Regions from separate parts of the Bombyx mori genome. Here region 2 is linked to region 1. Evidence: chromatin contacts called from public Hi-C data. All regions are on one chromosome and are shown on one strand. Each heading gives the region's core, a stretch centred on a gene start, on an enhancer-like site or on the middle of the called end of the contact. The rest is flanking DNA. Distances are from core to core; before and after follow the strand shown.

Region 1 (6,996 bases), core at 2,523-5,022:
GGTTTTTTGTTTCGGGTTCGTACGCGTATATCCAGGATTCTTCACCTGATACAATGTTGTATACAGCATTTGAGGATCCTGCGTGGAATCTTTCAAGAGTTCTGACGCACCTAGTAACGCGAGCCGCTTTTTGCTCTTCACAGAGAGAATGCGGTATCCATCGGGAAAACAACTTTTTTACACCTAATTGTTCATGCAAGATTATTTGTATTTGACTCATGCCAATGTCTAAAGTTGCCTGAATTTCGCGGTATGTCACATGTCGATCTTCCTCAATCAGCTTACGCACAGCATCAACGTTTTCTTGGGTGACTGCAGTTTTTGGACGACCTTGAAGGGGATCATCACTGAGCTTGACACGTCCACGTTGAAACTCAGCAAACCAGCGATAAGTTGTGGTTTTGGATGGGGCTTCATCACCAAATGCAGAAATCATCCGGTCAACACACTGTTTTTGTGTTAAACCACTTCGAAAGTCATAATAAATCATCGCTCTTGAATTTTCTCGAGTCAATTCCATTTTCTCAACGACTAAACAAGTTTCACAAAACCTCGTGACAAGACCGCGTTTTTTTTTTAAAATAAATAAATGGTATTCGATTTTTAAAACCAAGGAGTTTTCAATTAAAAAGATTTTAATATGACAGGAACAGTGGAAATATTCCATTCCCGATACTTTTAGTGCAGCCCTCGTAGCAACGTCGTCAGGTTTGAGCCCCGTGAGCTCACCTACTAGTTAAGGTTACGCTGATATAGCCTCTCAAGGCTCTCAGCTTAGGTAGGAAAAAATAGAAGAAAAGGAGCCCATAGACATCTACAACATAAATGCGCCACCCACCTTGAGATATAAGTTCTAAGGTCTCAAGTAAGTCTGCATGATGCTCACCTAATGTCTACGTCAGACACAGACTAAGGAGAATCATCAAAGGTAAATTAATTAATATCTGATCGGTAGAATCAAGATCAACAGAAATGAGAAAGACGACGTGTACAGGAGAAAGAGGGCTATAACTACCAAACTCAAAAATGCCAGAAAATTTTGCACGAAATTTTAAATCTACTGTACTTTTGGTATTGTATTGGTAAGCAGCGGCTTGGCTCTGCCCCTGGCATTGCTGAAGTCCATGGGCAACGGTAACCACTCACCATGGGCCGTATGCTCGTCTGCCTACAAGGGCAATAAAAAAAAAACTTTTATTGTAAATAGTTGTTTTTAGTTTTATAATAAGGTTGTTATTAAAAATAATTTTGATAGTTCTATAGATCACAAGTATCCATCCTCTTGTTTCGTATCTTTGTTTATCTATACATATGAATAAAATTGGAGTGTCTGTTTGTAATATTGAAATAGCCTCTTTTTACTACATGCATATGAATATATATACGGTACATAAACCAAAATAACATTTTTTACAATTTTTGTCTCTCTGTCTATCTGTCTGTCTGTCCGTCTGTTTGTTCCGACTAATAAATCTCTGAAACGGCTGGACCGATTTTGACGGGACTTTCACTAATATGTAGCTAATGATATAAGGAGAAACTTAGGCTACTTTTTTAGACTAGCTTCACCCCGCGGCGTCACCCGCGGTACGATAATAACCGCGGGTAACATCGCGGGACTCAGCTATCAATAATAATATTTAATGTTTCCGAAGTGAAGCGAGGGCAGGTCGCTGTGGTACATAAACACACAAGGGAATACTAATGACACCTCGATTGAGCGGTTCCCATGAATCCGTTAGGGTTTATGTTGTCATCTGTCGGTTGTGTTCAATTCTAATGTTTTTTTTCAGCTGTTCAAAACGAAAGGGACAGGATCAACTGCAGGCGACCTTCTTACGAAGAACCGACGCAGGCCAACGGTCTATCTGTTGTATCGCTCCTCAACGCTGAACTCCTGAGTAGAAAAGTCATTGACGAGGTGCGTGATTCATTAAAGCTCGCTATAAGTTTTTTTTTTATTGCTTATATGGGTGGACGGGCTCACAGCCCACTTGGTGTTAAGTGGTTACTTTTTTTTTATTGCTTAGATTGGTGGACGAGCTCACAGCCCACCTGGTGTTAAGTGGTTACTGGAGCCTATAAACATCTACAACGTAAATGCGCCACCCAACTTGAGATATAAGTTCCAAAGTCTCAGTATAGTTACAACGGCTGCCCCACCCTTCAAACTGAAACGTATTACTGCTTCACGGCAGAAATAGGCGGGGTGGTGGTACCTACCCGTGCGGACTCACAAGAGGTCCTACCACCAGTGAAAAACTGGAGCCCATAGACATCTACAACGTAAATGCGCTACCCAACTTGAGATACAAGTTCTAAAGTCTCAGTATAGTTACAACGGCTGCCCCGCCCCACCCTTCAAGCCGAAACGCATTACTGCTTCGCGGTAGAAATAGGCAGGGTGGTGGTACCTACCGGTGCGGACTCAGAAGAGGTCCTACCACCAGTAATTACGCAAATTATAATTTTGCGGTTTTCATTTTTATTACACGATGTTGTTCCTAATTATTGTTTGTTATTGTTGAGTCTGACTAAAACGAGATACTGTAATTGCAAGTCGAACTAAAAAGTTTTTGATATGTGCATCTTGGTCAGAAATTAGGCCATTGACCGGAAACAAATTTACTATAATCAATCTTTCATAGGTATGAAAATTTTCAATTTAATCCGTGCACCTTGTTTTCTTTATATAAAACTTGTTCATACTTTATTACATACTAGCTTTTGCCCGCCACTCCGTCCGCGTGGAATGGTTACTTTGGCATAACGCTAAATTTTACTCCCCACTTCATTTACGTAGAAAAGGAAGATATTTTTGAATTATAGAATGTTAAGGAGCTATTTAAACCCCTATTTTGAAACCTTCTTTATTGGTGCTCCACTTGTATTGATCTAAGAGTGATGTTATATAGCCTATAGCCTTCCTCAGAAATGGGCCATCTAACACTGAAAGAATTTTCAAATCTGACCAATAGTTCCTGAGATTAGCGCGTTCAAACAAACAAACTCATCAGCTTTCTAATATTAGTATAGATAACACACCTTAATATAGGCATAATATAATCTTAAACATTTTTCTCGAAAGTATAAGATTATATCATGAAGCATTTTAAGTTTTTACGGCATTTTCCGTACAGGCTTGCGTATTAGTCGAGAATCTACTAACCAAAGCGATAATTTTCTTTATGTTTTATCCATTTCTCGTTTGCAGACTGTAAACGTGAGCGACGCCGAAATAAACAATAGGAAGCTAGCAAAGATCAACGATGTATGCGATTCGATAAAACAGCAACTACTCATATTGGTGGAGTGGGCTAAATACATACCCGCCTTCACGGAGCTACACCTCGACGATCAGGTAAATTGAACTCTAATAATATCCAACAAATACGTTCTATTTTAGATTTTTGGTAAGTTTCGTAATTTTTATCCCGAAATACTGCAGTGAGTCAAGACATATCAGTTACACACGAGTAACTCTGAGTGAGTTAGCAGTTCAGAATGGGACTTATCAGAATTAAACTGAAAAGAAATTGAGAGAGGTATACTCGGAGAGGTATAGCTTGCAATCGAACCAAGAACCATAAGCTAGGTACACAGGGTTATCCTGATAAACGACAGGTCATTGTAGTGAATTTTGGAAGAAGCTTGTGTCCAGTAATAAACACGTATTTAGGCTAATGACAATGACATTCTGTAGCTCAAACCCGCAGTGTATATGACCGGGTTTTTTTTTACTACCTAAGCTGGTAGCCTTGAGATGCTATGTCACGCGGCTCTAACCTGACGACGTTGCTAACACTAGCCTAGCAAGAGCAAAGCTTTGCAGAATTTACCACCGGACCGGAAACTCGACCCACAGAAAATCCGGCGAGAAACTCAGTGGACTGTGTCTGTGGGTTAATTTACTCGCCGAACCCTTCGTCACAAGAGACGGGTTCGACGAGAACGATGACCGGGGACCGAGAAATTATTTTATTTATTAAGCCGGGTGGCTTAGTAAATAAAATAATCTCTTGCTGGCCCCTCTAAAGTTTTTTGACTTACTACTCTGCGATGATTGAAAGCTTGGGCGAACGGCATAAGGCTCATTTTAGTGTATGTTCCAATGCCGACATACGGCCTTATCGGCACATGAAAATTTTACAACTTGACGTCATTTCACTCTTGAAACGAGTAATTAATCGAATAAAAACTTTTTGGAACTTCACGGGCAATGAAAGGATTAATAATAATTCGATTAATATCAGCCGCGATCGAAACAAACTTCTTACCGGTCATGTGATCAATAATGTCAGTGCGTTGACAACCTGCCAACCGAGAGTACCCGTGAACATATCCCGTGTTAAGTACACGTGACAATAAAAATAAAATTAATAAATAAATCCATACCTACATAGGTACTGACATTATTATTTATTTGATACTAGCTGACCCGGCAGACTTCGTAGTGCCTCAATCGATAAATAAAAGACACATCAAGGGGACACATCAAAAGAAAAACAAAATTGTTTGTTTTTATATAATTCGTAGTTTTTTTTTTTTTTTTTATATTTTCTCACCTTTTAAACCTTCCCTGGACTTCCACGAATAACTCAAGACCAAAATTAGCCAAGTCGGTCCAGCCGTTCTGGAGTTTTAGCGAGATTAACGAACAGCAATTCATTTTTATATATAGAGATTATGAATGTTGTTACTTTGTTTGTTTGTCCTACTTTCACGTTGAAACGAAGCTACGCTGTTTTTTTTTTTTTTTTTTTTTTAATCAGTTAATATTATATTAGGTCAGGAGTGGACATAGGCTACATATCACGAAAACATCTCATTCCCATTGGAAATTGTCACTTAACCCGCTGAGTTTCTCGCCGGATCTTCTCAGTGGGTCGTGTTTCCGATCCGGTGGTAAATTCTGCGAAGCACTGCTCTTAGTTGGGCCACTTTTAAGCAATGCTTTCAGGTTGAGCCACATTGCTCTCCTACTGATGGTAGATGGTATCAGTAGTTGGTTGGCACTTTAGGCTACCAACGATTAGGTAGGAAAAAAAACAGACACTTTTTCGTGATCGAGCGAACGAAGCCGCGGGAAACGGCTAGTAAGGTATAAATACTGCTCTCTAATCGAAATGTTTTGAACCAAATTTAACATAATGATAATCACGTTTCCTTTCTAATTAATGAGTTTTAATACAATCAAGGGAGTTGTTTGTTAACCTTTGACGTGCTCCGATAAACATCTAACCGCGTTAACGCAGGGAATTTACAGCATATACGAGCTGCAATATCGTTGCATATTTTTACTTACTTCAGTATGCAGCTTTTCTAAAAATGCATATATTGTTAAGTAAAACAGTAACTTGACCACAGACTATAAGCAATAAGAAAAGTTTGACAGTAAACAAATAATATGCATGCGTGTGTGTGTCAAATACATTATAGTGTATATAATGAAATAAAAACCATCCTATGGCCTAAATTGAAACAAAACACATATTTAAAAAAAAGAACAATTAAAATCGGTACATTAGTTTAGGTGTCCATCGCGGACAAACAACGTGACACGTAATTTTTATATATTAAGATATTTGCATACACCGGTCGTGTTATCCGTTCGATTGAGTCATGGAGGGTAGAGGTAAGGAAAACCGTCTCTGTGTGTGAAAAGTGCCCGTTAATATCTGCTAAATAAGGGTGGCGCTACAGTAGCAACCGGGTAAATTTTAAAAAAGGCGCTGAAAGTTATTAGAATAAGATAGAAAACTAAAAAAGGACGAAAGAACTGTAGGCACTACAAAATCAAAAAAAGTATTTTATTGAAAGCTGATAAGAAAATGCAATCGATGTCTCCACTTTTACCACAGCAATAATTTTAGATTATTTTAACGAAATTAGTTTGGACTACGTAAACATCTGAGGTCTTGTATATTACACTGTCACTAACTACTTTAGTCATTAAATATATTAAATTTCAACTTCAAATAACTCAGCATACTTCAATTAGTTAACAACTGCTCAATTCATATCATACCCTATGCCTACGCTAGCGCCATTCTGGAGGATTTTTGAATTACTATTCAGTGCTGAAAGTGGGACACTTTTTCAACCTTTTTTATTTATTTATTGCTTAGATGGGTGGACGAGCTTACAGCCCCTGAGATTAAAAAAAATCACCTTAATGAAATATAAAACAGACTACTATTTTATAGACTATTAAGTAAGCTTTTTGATGATTAAATCAAACAACAAGTATACGCTTGTGCTACATTAATGAAAGAAGTGGTTAAGTTCAGTTCTTCCTGTATCCATTGAATGAAATATATATATATTTTTTATTGCTTGATAGGTGGACGAGCTCACAGCCCACCTGATGTTAAGTAGTCACCGGAGCCCATAGACATCTAAGACGTAACTGCGCCACCCACCTTGAGATATAAGTTCTAAGGTCTCAAGTATAGTTACAACAGCTGCCCCACCCTTCAAACCGAAACGCATCACTGCTTCACGGCAGAAATAGGCGGGGTGGTGGTACCTACTCGTACGGACTCACAAGATGTCCTACCACCAGTAATTACGCAAATTATAATTTTGCGGGTTTGATTTTTATTACACGATGTTATTCCTTCACCGAGGAAGTCAATCGTGAACATATTTTGTTGAGTACGTATTTCATTAGAAAAATTGGTACCCGCCTGCGGGATTCGAACACCGGTGCATCGCTCAACACGAATGCACCGGACGTCTTATCCTTTAGGCCACAATGACGAGCTTCTACCATGTGAGACGATTCTCCTTACCTCTACCCTCCATAGATTGAGTGGGCTCAATGTTTATTCGCTTGCGTGCAGGTGGCGTTGCTGCGTGCTCACGCCGGCGAGCACCTGCTGCTGGGCTGCGCGCGTCGCTCGCTGCACCTCAAGGACATACTGCTGCTCGGGAACAACTGCATCATCACGAAGCACAACATCGGTGAGCTCTTGTCACAAACAAACAAACTTG
Region 2 (6,996 bases), core at 2,189-4,688, 38 kb before region 1:
TGATGCAATTACATACAGTAAATGCGCAAAATAATTCAGTAAGAGAAATGAAATTGACTCCTGAGATTAAAAAAAATCACCTTAATGAAATAAACAGACTACTATTTTATAGTTAGCTAACTATTAAGCAAGCTTTTTGATAATTAAATCAAACAGCAAGTATACACTTGTGCTACATTAATGCAAGAAGTGGTTAAGATCAGTATTTCCTGTATCCATTGAATGAAATATTTCACATAAACAAACAAATTTAATGTACAATAATAAAATATTCCTGTCGCTATCATTGTATAATAAAAAGAAAACATAAATACATCAAAATTAACTTTGATAAAACAATAATGCTCACTTTATCTATTTACTTATTTATCTTGAAAAATATATATCACAAATAACTCAGATAAGAATGAAATCGGTCATTAAATGATACATTATATCTAGAATGTTAACTTTTTTAGTCTTTTTTACCTTAGAAATACCAAGACAATCAATTCAATTTATTTGGAGAACATTTTTTCCTCATTTCTCCATCCTGGACTTCTATTAAATTAGTATCTCTTAAAAGAAAGACTAGGTATGCCTTCGATCAACATTGTTGATCGAAGAGGTATGCACATAAATGATACGAAACCACTATTAACACGAAACATTTGAAGAGATTACTGGTGGTAGGACCTCTTGTGAGTCCGCACGGGTAGGTACCACCGCCCCGCCTATTTCTGCCGTGAAGCAGTAATGCGTTTCGGTTTGAAGGGTGGGGCAGCCGTTGTGACTATACTTAGACCTTAGAACTATATCTCAAGGTGTGTGACGTTTTAGATGTCTATGGGCTCCAGTAACCACTTAACACCAGGTGGGCTGTGAGGTCGTCCACACATCTAAGCAATAAAAAAAAAGAGAACAATTTCAATGATGTATGCTGATATGTGCATTTAAGAGAGGTTGAGACAAATTAGTCTCAATTGCATGCTTGCGCCGTTACACTAGACCTACCAATTGACCGCCATATTATTTACCTTCTGAAGATTGTTTCTAACCGTATTGTTTCTGATTATGATTCTACACGTGCGTAACTATATAGATTACCGAGTAGTCTTTCTATTAAGCTATGGCTCCTGATGGCGTCACTATATTTTAAAATACTCTAAGACCTCTCACATTTTTTTCCAGAAATAGGGCACGATGTTTGCGCCGCTGTAATTGGCAGGTAGTCTTTGAAAACGCGAGTTCCCTTAGATTAATAAAATTTCATCAACATAAGAACGTTAAGTAAACAATTCCATTACTTAGATATCTGTTCGTACATACCCACAATAGCCTTTACGTACTTGGATTCATTGACACATTTACGCTAATGGTTCAAAAAGATCATGCAGCAAGTCTGTAAACCAGGCTTCAGAAAATCAGAACGCATTGTAAGGGTCGTTTTTTTTCTCCTACCTAAACTGACATAGCCTTAAGAAGGTAAGGCCTTAAGAGGCTATGACAGCGTAACCGGGCGAGTAGGTAAGCTCATGAGGGTGTTGCTAACACTGGCCCTAACAAGAGCAGTGCTTCGGAGAATCTACCACCGCATCGGAAACGCAACCCACTGAGTAGATCCGGAAAGAAACTCTGGCCTGTGCCTGTGGATCAATTTATTCATCGAGCCCTTCGTCGCAAGCGACGGGTTCGGCGAGGACGGTGACTGGTGCTTGAAATAAGGGTCGTTGAAGCGGCACCGCGCATTAGAGGAAGTACAGTTAAAGTTCCTAATTTGATTTAGAGATCTTTAGAAAGAGAACCTGTACTTTTAAGAGAACTTTCGCGGTAGGCTTGGCTTTGCCCCTAGCATTGCTGAAGTCGATGGGCGACGGTATCCACTCACCATCAGGTGGGCGGTATGCTCGCCTGCCTACAAGGGCAATAAAAAAATAAAAAACTCTCCAGAACAATGTTTCAGAATGGAATCAGACGTTCTGCGAGAAAATCCTAGGTTCAACTACCATATACCATCACGTAACTCCAACACTTGATTCAAGATTACACAGCGATACAAATTCATGAACAAGAAGGTCCCCGTCTTCCCTTTTAACCAATTGACCTTAGAATAACGTACTCAACTACTATGTTGATGGTCCCATTTTATTTAGGTCATCGGTTAACTATTGAAACTCGTATACGCAACGTCGCGTCGTTCACGGACGAACAGGTTACTCGCAATTAATATATATTTGGATGGAATGCATCCATGGATAGCAAACAAAACGGGATTATTTTTTATTGGCCGACAAGGGCAGAAGAGCTGGGCCGTGCACTCCATAAATGTCACACATAAGGATGCATCCATTCTCCAGGTTGGAGCTTAAATTGAATTTCAATAATTACTTTATATGTATCAATATATGAATTACGTGAAGCAAAAACTTTGTACCCCTTTTTACGAAAATTGCGCGGACGGAGGAGTATGAAATATCTCACACTTATAGAGAATATATAGAGACAGTGCACAATGCTAAATGTTTTTTAAAAATAATACGTAAAAGATTCTTTAAATCAATAAAGAAAACATTACACACACTACCATGTATTTGACACAACACATGCATACAAATATACTCTTTGTTTACTGTCAATTGGGAAACTTTTGTTATTGTTTAAAGTCTGTGGTCGAATTGAAAATATATTAATATTGTTTGTCTTTAATATTATTGATCTATAGTTCAGTTTTGGCGAATACTGTGATATAATCACATCGTGATCGAAATATAATAGTGTTTGAAAATAGAACCATAATAATGTTTAGACTTATAATTTCAATTAATTATAGTCGAATCTCGACTACTGCGGGGTCACTAGTCTATATATTAATACGTGAAGCAAAAACTTTGTATCCCTTTTTACGAAAATTGCGCGGACGGAGGAGTATGAAATTTATAACTTATAGAAAATACAGAGAAGTGCACAATGCTAATATTTTTTCAAAATAATTCATAAAAGATAGATTAAATCAATAAAGAAAACATTACACACACTACATACCATGTATTTGACGCACACACGCATGCATACTATTTATTGTCAAACTTTTGTTCTTGACGTCTGTTGTCAAATTGAGAATAGATTAAATATTGTTTATCTTTGTTAATATTTTTTATAGTGTAGTCTTGGCGAAATTTGTGATTATAGAAGTATAAAATACAATCATAATAGTGTACAAACTTAGAATTCCAATTAATTATAGTCGAATTTGGACTACTGCGGGACCTCTAGTGACAATAAAAATACAAGAGCTTAAAGCATTAGGTGTAACGACAAATATGTAAACGAATGTGTCAATATTATTATACTAATGACATTTTGTGATGTTTAACTTTGAATCGGTTCAAGACGAACATTAAGCGGCTATTAATATAAGTTTGAATGAGTGACGATATTAGTCTAGTTAGTCAAACCTTGAAGTCTGGGATTCCCTGACATACGCAGAACGACAGTCCAAAGTAAACATATCTAATTTCCAATACTACTGTACATAGTAATTCTAATAAAGGAAATAAATTAACGAATTTGACTGTTGTTAGTCACGCAGATAACAAATTTTACCAATTACTATTTACAAATTTTTTGTTCAACAAGTTTAAAATTATCATAACGATGCATGGGAAGTTTATTCAAGGCAGATAAATGCTGGTATATAAATAAACACAAAATATTCCATTGATTGAATTTTTTTTTCGGAAACTAATTTTATTTTGAAAATTTGTAGTTCAATTGGCTATTAAATGAGATATGTTAGTTTTTGTAATTTTACTAATTAGTACAAACGTTACTACAGGATTAATAAGTGGCCCACAAGATTACCTAGATAAAATTTTACAAGGCTTCGATTGGCAATTATCATCAACAACAACCCAGTTTAGTACACTGTCGGACATAGTCCCCTTTTAAAGCGCGTCACTGAGCTAATTTTTAGCTCTTCTCTTCTCCAGTTTCATCCAGCCGCTTTTCGTATAATAAGTGGTAGCTCCATCAGCCCACTGACCTTCTCGCCGGATCTTCTGTGTGTCGCATTTCCGATCCGGTGGTTGATTCTGCGAAGCACGGCTCTTGCTAGGGTTCGTGTTAGCAACGTCATCAGGTTTAAGCCCCGTGAGCTCACCTACTAGTTAAGGCGACGCTGATATAGCCTCTCAAGGCTATCAGATTAGGTAGGAAAAAAAAAAGTAGCTCCATCTGACCGGGGGCGACCGAAACTACGGCTGCCGTTTCCTGGTCACCATCCAAGAACTTGTTGAAATGAATACAATTCTTTTGTACGGTTAATAATTACATGCTTCACGGTGCTAAAATAACTAAATAAATTTCATGAAACATATTTGATATATCAGAATGAGAACCGTATGTTTGTATACATGTGTTCGTTCATCATAGGTGCTGTAAAAGCATCGAGAAAACGTGTTACATCAATTACAATTCAATAACTTTTATTGTTTACCGTCAAAGAAACATAACAACTGGCAATAATAACATATGACATTAATTCATTTAAATCAGTTCACGCAGAAGGTCCAACGTAACTTGAGTCCAGACGTCGTCTTTCGATCACATAACCTAAGTGCGCATCCTCCCTTACCACTCTGGCTCATCCGTCCACAGTCCTCTTCCGAACTACGCCACCGATGACCTCATTGGAATTATTGGTGACTCCAAATAAACGCATTTACGTTAAACATTTCCCCATTGAGTTGAATAGTTAGTACACACAGTTAAGATAAAAGTTCACGATAGTGATGTCGTTCGCTGACAGATATAAAACCTATTTTTAAATTTGTAAAAAAATTGACTCACTCTTGTTTGTTTCCGCAATATCTCTAGCAGGAAGCCTGTTACATTCGCATGATTCGTTTTCATTCTCTATTTGTTTGTTATAAAAGATTGATTTCAAGGATCCTCAAAATTTTAAATATGCAGTAGATTTGGGTGGATAGGACTGTTGATTGTGGTGGGAACAATGTTCAGTTCGGCATCTGACGCGTTTATGAGAATATCTTTCACTTGGGTACTTCCTTACCTGACGACCGCATTGTGCCGCACGTAGATCGTGTTTCATACACAGCATATGAAGTAACTATAATGTAAAGGAACTCTAGTAAAAAAGTGGGTAGTCTGTAAGCAATTAGAATCATTTTATGACGTTATGGCAGCTTGGTCTGAGCGAAACTGCTTCATTTACCCAGTAAAAAGGTTCACCCTAAATTTGTATCCGCAACATCTCTTGCAAGAAGCCTGTTACATTCGCGCGATTCTTCTTCATTATTTATTTGTCTGTTATAAAAGATAGATTTCAAGCATCCTCAAAATATGTTGAAATGTTAAATATGTAGAAGATTTGGGTGTATAGGACTGTTCATTGAAATGGGCACGATGTTCACTTCACTTCTGCATTTGACGCATCTGTGAGAATATCTTTCACTTGAGTACGTTCTTACCTGACGACCACATTCTACTGAACTCTGGTTCAGTAAAACCAGCGGTTAGTCTGTAAAAATTAGAATCATTTTATGACGTTATAGCAGTTTGACCTGAGCGAGACTGCTTCATTTATCCAGTAACAAAGTTCACCCTAAATTTGTATCTGGGTTTACCCAATTCTTCATGGATTTAAATTACTTCATTAAGCTAATCGATAAACTAAGTATACAAGATGTGAAGTAAACAATGATTATTTTTCTATTTATAAAATGTCTATTACTAAATCGCCACATACACTGCCCTTTGTGAGTAAATAGATTATCATTTACCCTCATTTACCCACTAAAATGTACAATTGATTGAATGGTGATTGGATTATTAGTTTTATGATAATAACCGTACAAACACAGCAACCCCCTGTCACGGGTAATTATGCATTCATTATAGTTTTGGTTTTCATTAAATTATGTTTAAATGTGGTAATATTTCGTGAAAATTTCCTAAGTGCTTATTTATTGCAGACTTTTTTTACTGCCACTGTAGGCAGACGAACCAGCGTACGGCCCGTTCTATACGCGGAGGTTTCAAATAATTGGTGACGAAGAGATTATTGGCCATCCGAACGACACTCCTGGGAGTGGTTTCGAATGGACCAGTTCTTTGTCAAACATAAAATTGTTATTTATGTAGTCTTATGCTTTAACTAGCTTTTGCCCGCGATTCCATCCGCGTGGAATAATTACTTCGGCATAACGCTAAATGTTACCCCCACTTCATTTACGTAGAAAGTGAAAACATTTGAAAGATTCTTTATTGGTCCTCCACTTGTATAGGTCTTACCGTGATGTTATATAGCCTATAATAGCCTCCCTCAATAAATCTCCTATCTGACACTGAAAGAATTTTTCAAATCGGACCAGTAGTTTCTGAGATTAGCGCGTTCAAACAAACAAACTCTTCAGCTTTATAATATTAGTATAGATAATATGAATAACACTTTAATCATCATCATCTTCTTCAACAGCCCACAGTCGTCCACTGCTGGACATAGGCCTCTCCCAATCCACGACACTTTGCGAGAGACTTATTATAACGAACTTATAAATCTCCAATAACTCATAGTGATAAGATCGTAATTATTCTGTACGTTAAGAATATCAACATTTCAGAAGCGAAAACGTCGGTACCTTTTAATTGACTGATTCTAAACAACGCTCGATATATCGACCTCAAGAATCCCAATACTCTCGGAAGGTTGCGCCGGCTTTCGGCCAAGGACGCTTCGATTCAATAGAACTACTCTAAGTACATCGGTAAATATGTTTAATGAACATGAGGTCTGTCGTTTTATTATTGAAAAGTCAGCATGACGAATGTAAATTAATATGTAGGTAAATATACGGCGTGTAACTGCGATTATTATACATAGTACATTATCTCAGAATGAGTAATATGAAAAACCAACAAAAATACTTATTCTTTATTGAAAGTGCGTTGCACAAACGATTTCGTATAGTATGTAGTACGTTTTTATTATTATTACAC

Evidence for each region. A called contact is a pair of places that touch in the nucleus more often than the background predicts.
Region 2: a Hi-C map of posterior silk gland shows a contact between it and region 1, with 1.5 times the contacts expected there. The contact joins two enhancer-like sites. A contact is called at or near these places in 3 of 7 Hi-C or Micro-C datasets (midgut, posterior silk gland and an unstated tissue).

The regions. Positions count from the first base shown.
Region 1 is chr19:5,105,512-5,112,507 of ASM3026992v2, reverse strand. Hnf-4 (hepatocyte nuclear factor 4) reads left to right here. Exons shown (of 9, transcript NM_001044009.1): 4 at 1,794-1,921; 5 at 3,215-3,361; 6 at 6,846-6,966. Among protein-coding and RNA genes, the nearest start is that of LOC101745448, 30 kb to the right of the region's middle. Within about 2 kb of position 3,772, at least 1 of the 8 cell types and tissues checked has open chromatin away from gene starts, as enhancers often do.
Region 2 is chr19:5,143,668-5,150,663 of ASM3026992v2, reverse strand. All of the region lies in intron 1 of Hnf-4 (hepatocyte nuclear factor 4), which reads left to right. Among protein-coding and RNA genes, the nearest start is that of LOC134200666, 22 kb to the left of the region's middle. Within about 2 kb of position 3,438, at least 3 of the 8 cell types and tissues checked have open chromatin away from gene starts, as enhancers often do.